Regions from separate parts of the Drosophila melanogaster genome. Here all the other regions are linked to region 2. The links are chromatin contacts, called in public Hi-C maps. All regions are on one chromosome and are shown on one strand. The core of a region is the stretch at or near the end of the contact, and the rest is flanking DNA. Distances in the headings are between cores, read along the strand shown.

What was found. A called contact is a pair of places that touch in the nucleus more often than the background predicts.
Region 1: a contact with region 2 is called in a Hi-C map of the Kc167 cell line, with 3 times the contacts expected there. A contact is called at or near these places in 4 of 107 Hi-C or Micro-C datasets (the D17-c3 cell line, the Kc167 cell line and the S2 cell line).
Region 3: a contact with region 2 is called in a Hi-C map of the Kc167 cell line, with 2.5 times the contacts expected there. A contact is called at or near these places in 2 of 107 Hi-C or Micro-C datasets (the Kc167 cell line and the S2 cell line).

What each region holds. Positions count from the first base shown.
Region 1 is chr3R:7,092,129-7,095,346 of dm6, forward strand. It overlaps lncRNA:CR43685 (long non-coding RNA:CR43685), which reads right to left and starts at 1,579. Exons shown (of 3, transcript NR_073989.1): 1 at 1,409-1,579; 2 at 982-1,351; 3 at 219-918. e(y)2b (enhancer of yellow 2b) reads left to right here and starts at 1,807. Exons shown (of 3, transcript NM_001300275.1): 1 at 1,807-2,072; 2 at 2,135-2,273; 3 at 2,343-2,599. The coding sequence starts at 1,996. The coding sequence ends at 2,414. It also overlaps a transcript of Alh not described here.
Region 2 is chr3R:8,811,334-8,814,943 of dm6, forward strand. It overlaps CG9837, which reads right to left and starts at 2,246. Exons shown (of 2, transcript NM_001170086.3): 1 at 1,677-2,246. aqz (aaquetzalli) reads right to left here. Exons shown (of 2, transcript NM_001275461.2): 2 at 2,157-3,610.
Region 3 is chr3R:10,092,484-10,095,671 of dm6, forward strand. lncRNA:CR43459 (long non-coding RNA:CR43459) reads left to right here and starts at 1,278. Exons shown (of 1, transcript NR_133372.1): 1 at 1,278-3,188.

The sequences.
Region 1 (3,218 bases), core at 329-2,828, 1.7 Mb before region 2:
TACATTTTTTTGACATACACATTTGGGGCTACCAACCTATTTTACACCAGAGTTGCCAGGTAACAATTTTTTGCTCTTCTCTCCATACTTAAATAACAGAATATTTTTAATTGTGTCGACTTGCTTAGTCATTTATACTTTTAAGCTTTGAATTTCGAAATCATGCAATAGCAACCCAAATAAGTTTAATAAGCATTTAATATTAAACCACATCGCTTGTTGTGCTCTGGGATATTACAGGAGTGTTTTCAATATATATTTGTTCTATGGGCTTTACAAACAATATAACTTAAGGTATATGACTGAAAACGATAAACCAACACATTTTAAACATAAAATACACTTGAAAAAACAATATTAAACATTTTTCGTGTTATGATTTAGAAAACAAGTTTAGTCCAAGCCCGATCTAAGTCTCCTGTGGATCCAGATGACGCGCTAATTAGATTTTGGGCGTGGAACAGCGTATTTCGAGCAAATACCTTGCAACTGACTTTATAGAGGAGTGAAAACTGGCATTCGGGGCCTTACACCAGTGGTGCGTTTTGAAATCAGTGTTCAGCACTACCTGCATAATCAGATATCCGTTGATTTCGCGGGCTACTAAGTCGTTGCTGTCATTTTAACGGGGAACCTTTTACTCTGGCTGTTGGACTCCACATAGTTGGACTCCATTGCTTATTCTAGCTTGCTTTTAGGATTCCTTGAAACGTCGCAGTTTGTTGTGGGTGAAAAGTGAAGTTCCTCAGCCACGACATCGGAAGACAGTTTTCGTAAATGCGGAATCACCCAGTGCAGCGTGGGTTTTGTGACGGCTTCCAACTCCCTTGCAGAGTTCTCGAAGTTCGGCAAGAAACTAATCACGGCCATTACATTACTCCTTAATCGTGCTGGACATCTTTAAACGTCCCAATTATTCTGTTCAATGGCGTGCAATTTACAGATCGCGACAAACGGATGGCTTCCAAATGTTCTACTCACTTTTCATATAGAAATTGCAGCCCTGATCAACTGTGTACCGTAGCACAGTGAACCTGGTTTTCAAACGCAGTTTTGAAGCTCTCGTCATATTCCGTAACAATCACTGGAGCATCCCCGTTTAAGTTGAAACTTTCAAGAGTTTGGGCTACTATGTTCCGTTTGGCTCTATCTGAGGATTTTAGCCAAATAAAAAGGGAACCTTTCTGACGCACCTCTGCGAATAGTTGAAACGCTGAGAAAGCGGTTAATAGCTGCAGATTCTTGAATATAGTGCACGGTGAGAACGAAGTGGTTTTCCAGGAATTGATAACAGGTGACACGGATAAGCACTATATGGTGTGTCGCACAGCGAGCGGACGGTCGATGTGTGCTGCAAGGATAAGTCATTAAAGTCAATAAGCAGACTGGTGAAGATGCAACTTCTTACGAAGAAGTTAACGGCCTGAGAAGGGCACGAGCAGGATTTCTGTGGCCAGCAATTCATTATACATATACCTCGGGTTCGGGTTCAAGGACTTCAAAGCTAAGTTCATGCCATATTTCAACTTCTAGAAGCAAATCCATCGAGGACTTGTTTTTAAATCAAAACAAAAACATTTATTTTTAGAGATGGGATTATTGCGATTACATTATTCAGTATGTGATTACAGTATTCACGAATAGTTCTCAGTCACTGAGAGATATTTTGAATTTCTGTCACGGGACAAAGGTTACTGGGTAAATTTCGCATTAATAAAAAAAGTATATAATCAAATTAACTAATACTTTACGCTTAATAAATTTTATACAAATTCACTGATTAGTTTATGTTGTTAATTTCATTTTTAGTTCTTGACAATGCTATCGTGAGAAAAATCATGCCCGTTGCTGGATTTGAAACGAGTTCCGAAACTGTAAAGTTTCCTGGAATCAGTTCATCGTCAAAACACTGCATTTGATTTCCAAACGAATTTTACCGACTCGGGCTTAAGTACTTTTCAAAATACACGAGATAATCGAATTAAAACTCGAACCATGACAATAAACAAGGAAACGGGAACCGATCCCGATCCTGGATATAAGCCTACGTTACGCAGTCAAGATAAGGCCGCGTAAGTATTTCTCATGAGGATTCGATTGCCATTACTCCTGGACGTTCTCGTTAACTCAACAGCCTGAAGGAACTGCTGCACACGCGTCTTGTGGAGTGCGGATGGCACAAGGACATTAAGGAAATGATACGAAACATCATCATGGAGCGCGGAGTGGACAATATAAACCGCGACCAACTGGCTGCCCAAATAGTCCCGCAAGTAGGTTCATGTCCACTATTTTTTTTTTTGTTTTTGGCGCACTCTATCAATCAATTGAAATCTTAACAGGCTCGCGCTTTGGTGCCTGAAGTCGTCAAAAATGAGATGATGCTGCGCGTGCACGCCGCCCTCGATAAGTAGTGACTGCCCATCGGTTCCATCCTTAACCTTAACCTTAAAAAATCACGTGTTCTAAATTCTAGCACGTGTTTGTGGTTTATTATCGAATTTAAGTAGATATTTACATACTTATGCTAGCTATGAATTGCGGCATTAGTTATACAATACGCATATAATAAATAAACAATAAACAACTACAATTAGTTAGAATAGGTTGTCGCTATGTTCATGGTGTGGCTACTCGATTGGCTAAACAAAATTTGTGGTGGTTCTGTTGGAGGAAACTAGGAACGCGGTCGGGCTCTGTTTGTATGTATTTCTTCTATTATGCTACAAATAATAAGGCTAAACCGTTAATGTTTTACGTTTACTTATTCAATAACGAGTCGATTGAAAAGTCTTTGAATTTGGCGTTGGAATCATCGTTGAACATCTGCGGCTGCTGCAGTTGCTCCTCCTGTTGCTTGAATTCAGTGGTCGCTGCACCTGGAGCTAGAGCTGCCGCTGTCGGCAGCATTTTCAGTAGTTTGTTGCGTGGTTTGCGCAAAAACTTTGTGTTTATTTGAAACTTGGTTGGCTTTTGGTTCGCACTGGCCTGGGCTTGAAACATGGCAGTGCTGGTGCTTGTGTTTTCCGCTACGGCTGTCGTCGACTGGGCCGCCTGTAATGTTGCTATTGAGGTGGCGGCCTGAACTCCATTAATTGGAGAGCTATAATTCTGGCGCCAGGCACGCAGTTGCCCTCCGGCAGAGGACTTAACGATGGCTAGAGGTTTTGATGCGATTGCTGGAGTGGGTGTTGATGGTTTGGTCGATGCATAAGCAT
Region 2 (3,610 bases), core at 996-3,495:
GACTGTGACCAGGGGGACGTAGGAGATGGGTGGCCAAGGGGTCGTCAGAGACCAACGCACAAAACTTGTAAATACGAACGCCTCCCATCTCGCTCCACCAGTATCTCCATCCCGCTCGGCACACAGCGCGTGTGGCGGCACAACGTGAACATTCGGATGTGTGTGTATCTTACAGATACCAATTGCGTAGATACAGATACATCTACGGGCCCAGTCCGAGACCAGTGCACGCAACTTTTTGTTTAGCCACATCTCGCTTTGGATACCCCGCAGTTAGGGTATATTGGACGAAAGCGTTATCTTATATATTTAGAACGCTTTGCTAATAAGCATAACAATTTATTTTACATTCAGAAATTTATAGGTTATAAACAATGTACATCGAAGTGATGTCTAAATGCCAATCAAGGGGTATGAACGATTCCATTTAGTCACGTTTCCCCATGATTTATACATATATCTGTTTTTTCTTTAGCTCTGGGCTTTTGTTTTTATGTTTGCAATCGCGAATTCAAACGGTCGTGTGGGGGGAGGGGCGAAGTATATACCCCTTCACCGACAACCTCGCTGAAATCCACTATCGCCGTCGCCATTTATAGATTGCAATTAGCTTAAGCAAAGCGCCATTAAAATAAAAGAGAAGCAACCAAAAGCAAAATAAAAACAAAATTGTTTACGCTTTTGATTTGCCTTAAGTTTGTGTGCAGACATACAGGCATCCAGGGCAACAAATATGGGTAGCACACATATGTAGATACATATCTAGTGGAGTTTGAAAACAACAATGCACGAGCACCTACCGGATACCCATAAATATTAAAGTTTCATCTAAATATTTTACATTTTTATTCCAGTATACATATATATACTGAGTATATATACTCATATACTACTATATATATACTCTGCGTGCTTTTCGTCACTACGTAAACACCGTCCTCAGTTATACATACATATGTTCATGTATATGTATTTCTCGGGGGTGGCCTGAAAATCGTTGAGAGCATTACACAAAAATTAAAGACTACGGGTCTCAGCATTAAATGAATTCGTCGAGGGAAAAACGCTTTCGATGCTCAAATATGGACAACCCGTACAGTTATTGTCTTGTATTCATTCGACTCGATCGGATATGGTACATATAAAGTACAAACATAATGGTAAGTACATATATACATGCATATGTATGAACGTATTTACTTCAGGGGTAGCGAAGCGGTAAACAACGACACCGAATTCAAAACCGAAGCCCATTGCCCACATAGTGTGTTGCCTGTGAATCCAGTTTTCTTTTGCGACATCGTTTATAAAGAAATCCCAAAGCGGCGAGGTAAAAAACAGAAACATCAAATGCAGAGTAACAATTGGGGTGATGATTCATTTCATCCGAAACTCAAATCGTTTTCGAGACTTATCAAAGCACGTTAAAATTGATCTAAATGGGTATACAAATTTCACACATATATTTTTGTTTAGAAAACTGCATTTAAAACGTGTAAAGTTGCAGCATATTTGTTTCTCTGTGTGGAGCGCGGTAGGTGCGAGATAAGGTGATTCGAAGCACGTTCACCACTCGCACGGCGTCTGTTTTTTCTTCGAGCAACCTCTAGAGAAATCCACCTAGATAATACTAGTTTGTACCGCCAGTGAGTCACATTCGCGTTTTGCCAACTTACCTGTGAACTAAACTGATCCAACAGCTCTCTCTCTCCACCGTCCTCCTTCTGGGATCGCCACTTTTCGGGGGTTCCATCGAAGTCGCGGACTTTTACCTCCTAAATCGAAATATCCAATAAGCCATCCATACCCATATTCACTTCAACTTTGTTCAATTTTGCAATCAGCCAAGCTCCATTTTTTAAACATCTGTTTCAACAAAGAACTCATAGGAAATCATTATCATATGTAAATGGGTTTTTAAACATCTAACCAAATGGAAATTCCCTTCCTATCGCTGTTGACACTCGAAACTCGAGAAGTTGCCTTGACTCAATTTTTTCGAATCGAAAAAGTTAACTCATAAATATTTTGGCTTTGTAAGCAATTTTCAGTTTGAAAAAGTTAAAAAGGAGCGTATTTAATGGATTATAAGCTTATTTCTGATCCAAGAACTAAAAACTTTAAGCTAGTAAAAATAGGATCTGGGCTGAAAAAATCCAATTTACTATATGGCATGTGGATTTTTCGGCCGGAGTAGTTGGACGTCATCTGGATCTCGTTCGGGGTTTCCATTGAAAATATTTGTATCTCTCTGTTCACGTTTTAGGGGATTTGGGGAAGTTGGATGGGTTAGGTGGGAATGGGAATGGGAATGGGATGTGGGGATTCATCGACTGGATGGGGTGTTTTTTGGGAGGGGATTTACACATTGATTGTTTGATCGTTAGGCAATTGTTTGTTTTGTTTGAGTTTTAACTTGACTTTGCTGCTAGCTGAGCTCTCTGGCTACGATCTTATCGGTCGTCTCATATCAATTTATGTATATAAACTTCTTAAACATGTATGTATCTATTTTGTGTAGTGGTGATGTGGTAAAACTTTTAAACATTTATCGTTATCATGCTGACTGCTGTGTAAGAATCTATAAAATGCTTACATGTTGTTGCGTATCTATATAAATTTCCTCAACGCACAATGACAATTCGCACTTATTGCATAGTTGTTAATGGATTCGCCGATCCGATTGCGGTTGCATCTACTCAGAACTAACATAGGAACAATCAGGATAGTTTTTCACATCGAAACGGAGTTGGAAATGGTTCTATTACATGTATGCCCTTCGGCTCTGTAAAGTTGCTTATCGTTTTATTTTACTTTGCATGCATTTATGTCGCAATATCTGGGTGTTTGTGAAATCGCAGCACAAATGCAGCTGCATTTATATATGTAATATGTATGTATGTATATTTATATGCATATGTACTATATGCGCATTTTCCTTTGTTTCGATCTCCTAGCAAAGCGCTTTTTAGTTTTCAATTTTATTGTGGTTCTTTCTGTCTTTCTGGTTGCTCGCTTAGATATCGTGCTCAAAAACAAAAACATGTGAGAACCTCGTAGTGGAATTTTTCGGAGCACATGTTGTTCGAATCGTCTGGAATGTGGAGGGGGTTATGATTCTCTACGGGGGGTACGGGGTATGGGGATCTTGCCGATTAGCTCTGGAATTAAAAGTGCCAACGAAAAACTGTACGTGATAACGCAAATAAAAACACAAATTTGTGGATTTTTTTTTGGTTAATCATACAAAGCCTTCATAAATTTCTTTACGAAAGCCATGTACAATTGTTTATTTCTTTTTTCTATTGTTTTGTTGTTGTTGTTTGGTTTGTGGGGTTTTCTTTCTTTTTTCTCAAATTTTAAAAGTTGACTTGGATTTAACACATTTCCAATATTGCTTTACAATTCTTCTCAGATTTTTATTCACAATCGTTTCTATAATTACAATATAGAATTGCGAGTTTGCTCTTCATATTCGCATTCATCTTATGGTCCATTTAAGGTAATTGTAAGGGTATTTAATTAATCGTTTTCTCTTCAGTTGTATTTGTTTTTAATTTGTATACATACCAGGTTTAAAAATATAGCAAAGTATCACAAAAAATTGCAA
Region 3 (3,188 bases), core at 28-2,527, 1.3 Mb after region 2:
TTATGCAATCGCGCTGGGTGACAGAACAGCAAATGATTTTTTCAGTCAACTCATAGAATGAAATCAATTTCTACCCTCTGGACTGGTCAAACAATTATCTGCAGGGTAATTAAAGCCACATTTGTTGCCACACTGTGCATTTTGTTCGCCTTTCGGTGACCTCATGACAAGTTTTATGTCGAAATTAGCTGGGATTGAAGTGCTCGCATATAAAACGCCGTCAAATTCAATAAAAAACGCTAATAATAAACGCCATAAAATTATAGACAATGGCCGAGCTGAGCTCTGCGGCTTACGCAATCCGAGGGATATAGAAATCAAGCTGTGGCTAATATATCATCGGAAATAACAAGTTTATGATAAACAAATTAAATCATTAATCTATGGTACAATTATAGATGAATGCGCTTTTTAAACATTACTCTGATTCATTCGTACAAAACAGTGGATTGCATTTTATTGGTATTATAACCAATAGTTTTTTTTATTAATTCTAAAGATAAACTATTTATCAAACAAATCTGTGCACTGCAATTTTACTTCGTCGTTCCTACCTTAGATGTTTTATATTTTGGTCAGTAGATTTGTGCATTTTCACATCCATCCATCTCCATACATATGTATGTACATATGTACATTCCACAAGTTTGTGTATATTTTTTTTGGGGGATTCATCAGATAGATTAAATTCATAGGGACTGTGTGCAATGTCGACTGTCGGCGCACTTGAAATCATTTATCGCCCAAGATCGTGTGCCAGCTCTCGTTTTATCGAACTAATATTATAATGACAGCAGGTCGTGCATGACGAGATTAACATTAACAATTGCGATACCAGCTGTTGGCCTCAGGGGGAACATTCGCGGTGGAAAAGCGGAATTTTCAATTTAAGGTTGACCTTAGAGCAAAATTTGATCGATAATTTCGCATAATTGTGGAATCTCTCCCACAAAAAAAAACCGAAAAACTAAAAAAACTGTGACACATGCACACGGACTCGCACGCACACAGCGAAACATCACCTTGAACATTAAACTGCAACTGTGCGAGGGAGAAAAAGATAGCCAGCGAGAGCGAAAGAGAGGGTAAGGAATAGATAAAGAGAGCTAGATAGTTTTTGTTTGCGTCATGTGCAACTGCAAAAGCTTTCGGTTTCCGCTGTTCGCATGCATGTGTGCGTCCGTGTGAGTGCGGAGAGAGAGCTTTAACCGAAAGCGCGCTCTCCTCGCTTTTTAGCCTTATCTCAGCTAGCTTTTTTGAACGGCCCGAGCAGCTGACAGTTGCGCTTCAGCATTAGACCAAAGTAGTTTGACTTTTTAGTTTTTAGCCGCGAAGCGAATAGTATATACGTGGCTCTGTGTGTGTGTGCGGTGTGTGTTGTGGCAGCTGCACTTGCAGCGAGAGACAGAAATACATTTCGTACAAAATTCCGCCCTGCATTTAGTATATTTCACCTTAGAGCGTCTTTGCCACACACACACTTGTTACCACTCACACACTGGCAAGCGAGAACAAGACACACACGTGGCCATCAAAGCGGTATCGGTTCGCGTCGCGTTTGGCCTAAAATTGTAACAGTTTTCCTTTTACAACAACGAAGAATACCAGAAGAAGCAAAGCCAAAAACGCAGCTGCAGTTGACGTCGACGCAGTGTTAGCTGCTGCCATCGCTGCTGCAGTCGCCGACGTCCGTTTCTGTTTGGCCCATTGCCGTTGGCCAGCTTCAGTGTTCATTTCCCCATCGAGTCGGCAACAACGAGCGGAAGTCGCAGAGGCCCACAGCCAACGAACAGTCGATCGATCCCCAGCTGAACAGCTGATTAACTGCGTACCCCCACCCCCTCCCGTCCCCACAACCCATAGTGTGATTTTGTACCCCTGGATTGCATAAACCCACAAGCAGAAACGGAAACAGCAATACACCAGCACCAACACTAAGCTAAACCCTCATCAAAATCCAAAAACCAAGCGGGTCTTGGCTTTTTCGGTGGCGTATACGTAATATCAGTCGACTAGCTGCACATCTGCCATTGCAATTGCGATTCTCTGGGCATTATGCAATGGCACAACAAAGAGGCACCCTGTAATTCAAGCAACAACAACACAAAAACAATAGAAGTGCAATGCGAACACATTTTCGCTAACTCACACACACATTGTCAAGCAGTTTTTTTGTGTGTCTAGTCGGGCAATTTGTTTAAAACAATCAGCTGCCTTTTTGCTTTCGTTCGCACAGCGGCAGTTTTAAATTTAGTATCGCTGCAGTCGCTTGTAACCCAAATTTTTTGCATCCCTCTCTCTCTCTCATTTGCTGTGCAAATCGTTTTCATCATCTTATATAAGAAATGAAGCTCAAAATACCCCGGATTTAATTGTGGAATAGGTTATAGACGCTTGACAAGTAAAAATCTTAATTAAAGCCCGACTTGCGGCGACTTGAAAGTGTGGATAAATTCAGGCAAGGCAATTAAATCGGAGGCACTTGCAATCCGAGAGCAACAACTCATACTCAGTCACTTGACCTTGCACAGTTTTCGCCATGCGAGCGCACAGTATGCAGTATATAGTACATATACGTACCGTGGGCCCACATACATATACACATGTACATATGTATGTGTAGGGGTACACACAAAGCAAATTGCAATATTTTGTGTAAAAATAACGAACAGACTTTTACATAAGGCCATCGTTTACATAGAGAAGCACAAAAATTTACACACAGTCGAATCGCCATTCACCTGCTGTGGTGTGCGTGTGTGGATGTGTTATGTGGGTGGGTGTTATGAGGTCGATTTTTGTTATTTTTCCCCCTTACTCGTGTGGGTGGATGACTGAAAAATGCATTTGACACAGAAAACAGGCGTGCAAACACAAACAGATATAGAAGAGGCAGATATTTCCAAAGCCAATGCAAATTCAAAACGAATAGAAACCAATGAGGAATCAGCTTATCTTGACCAGAGAAATACGAAAATATTTCAGTGATTCATGGCGAAAATCCCCGTTTGATTGATTTGATGTCAAGATGAAGTGGCAAAAAAATACCAGTTTAAAGCTTATTTTAGCCTTCTGAAAATTGAACAAAAACTTATTTAGATGTTTTTGTACAAAATCCCTGCAGGTTTTTTTTTTTAAATAATTCATGCATTTCTCAATTGGACTTTGAAGTCTGTTTCGTCTTATAA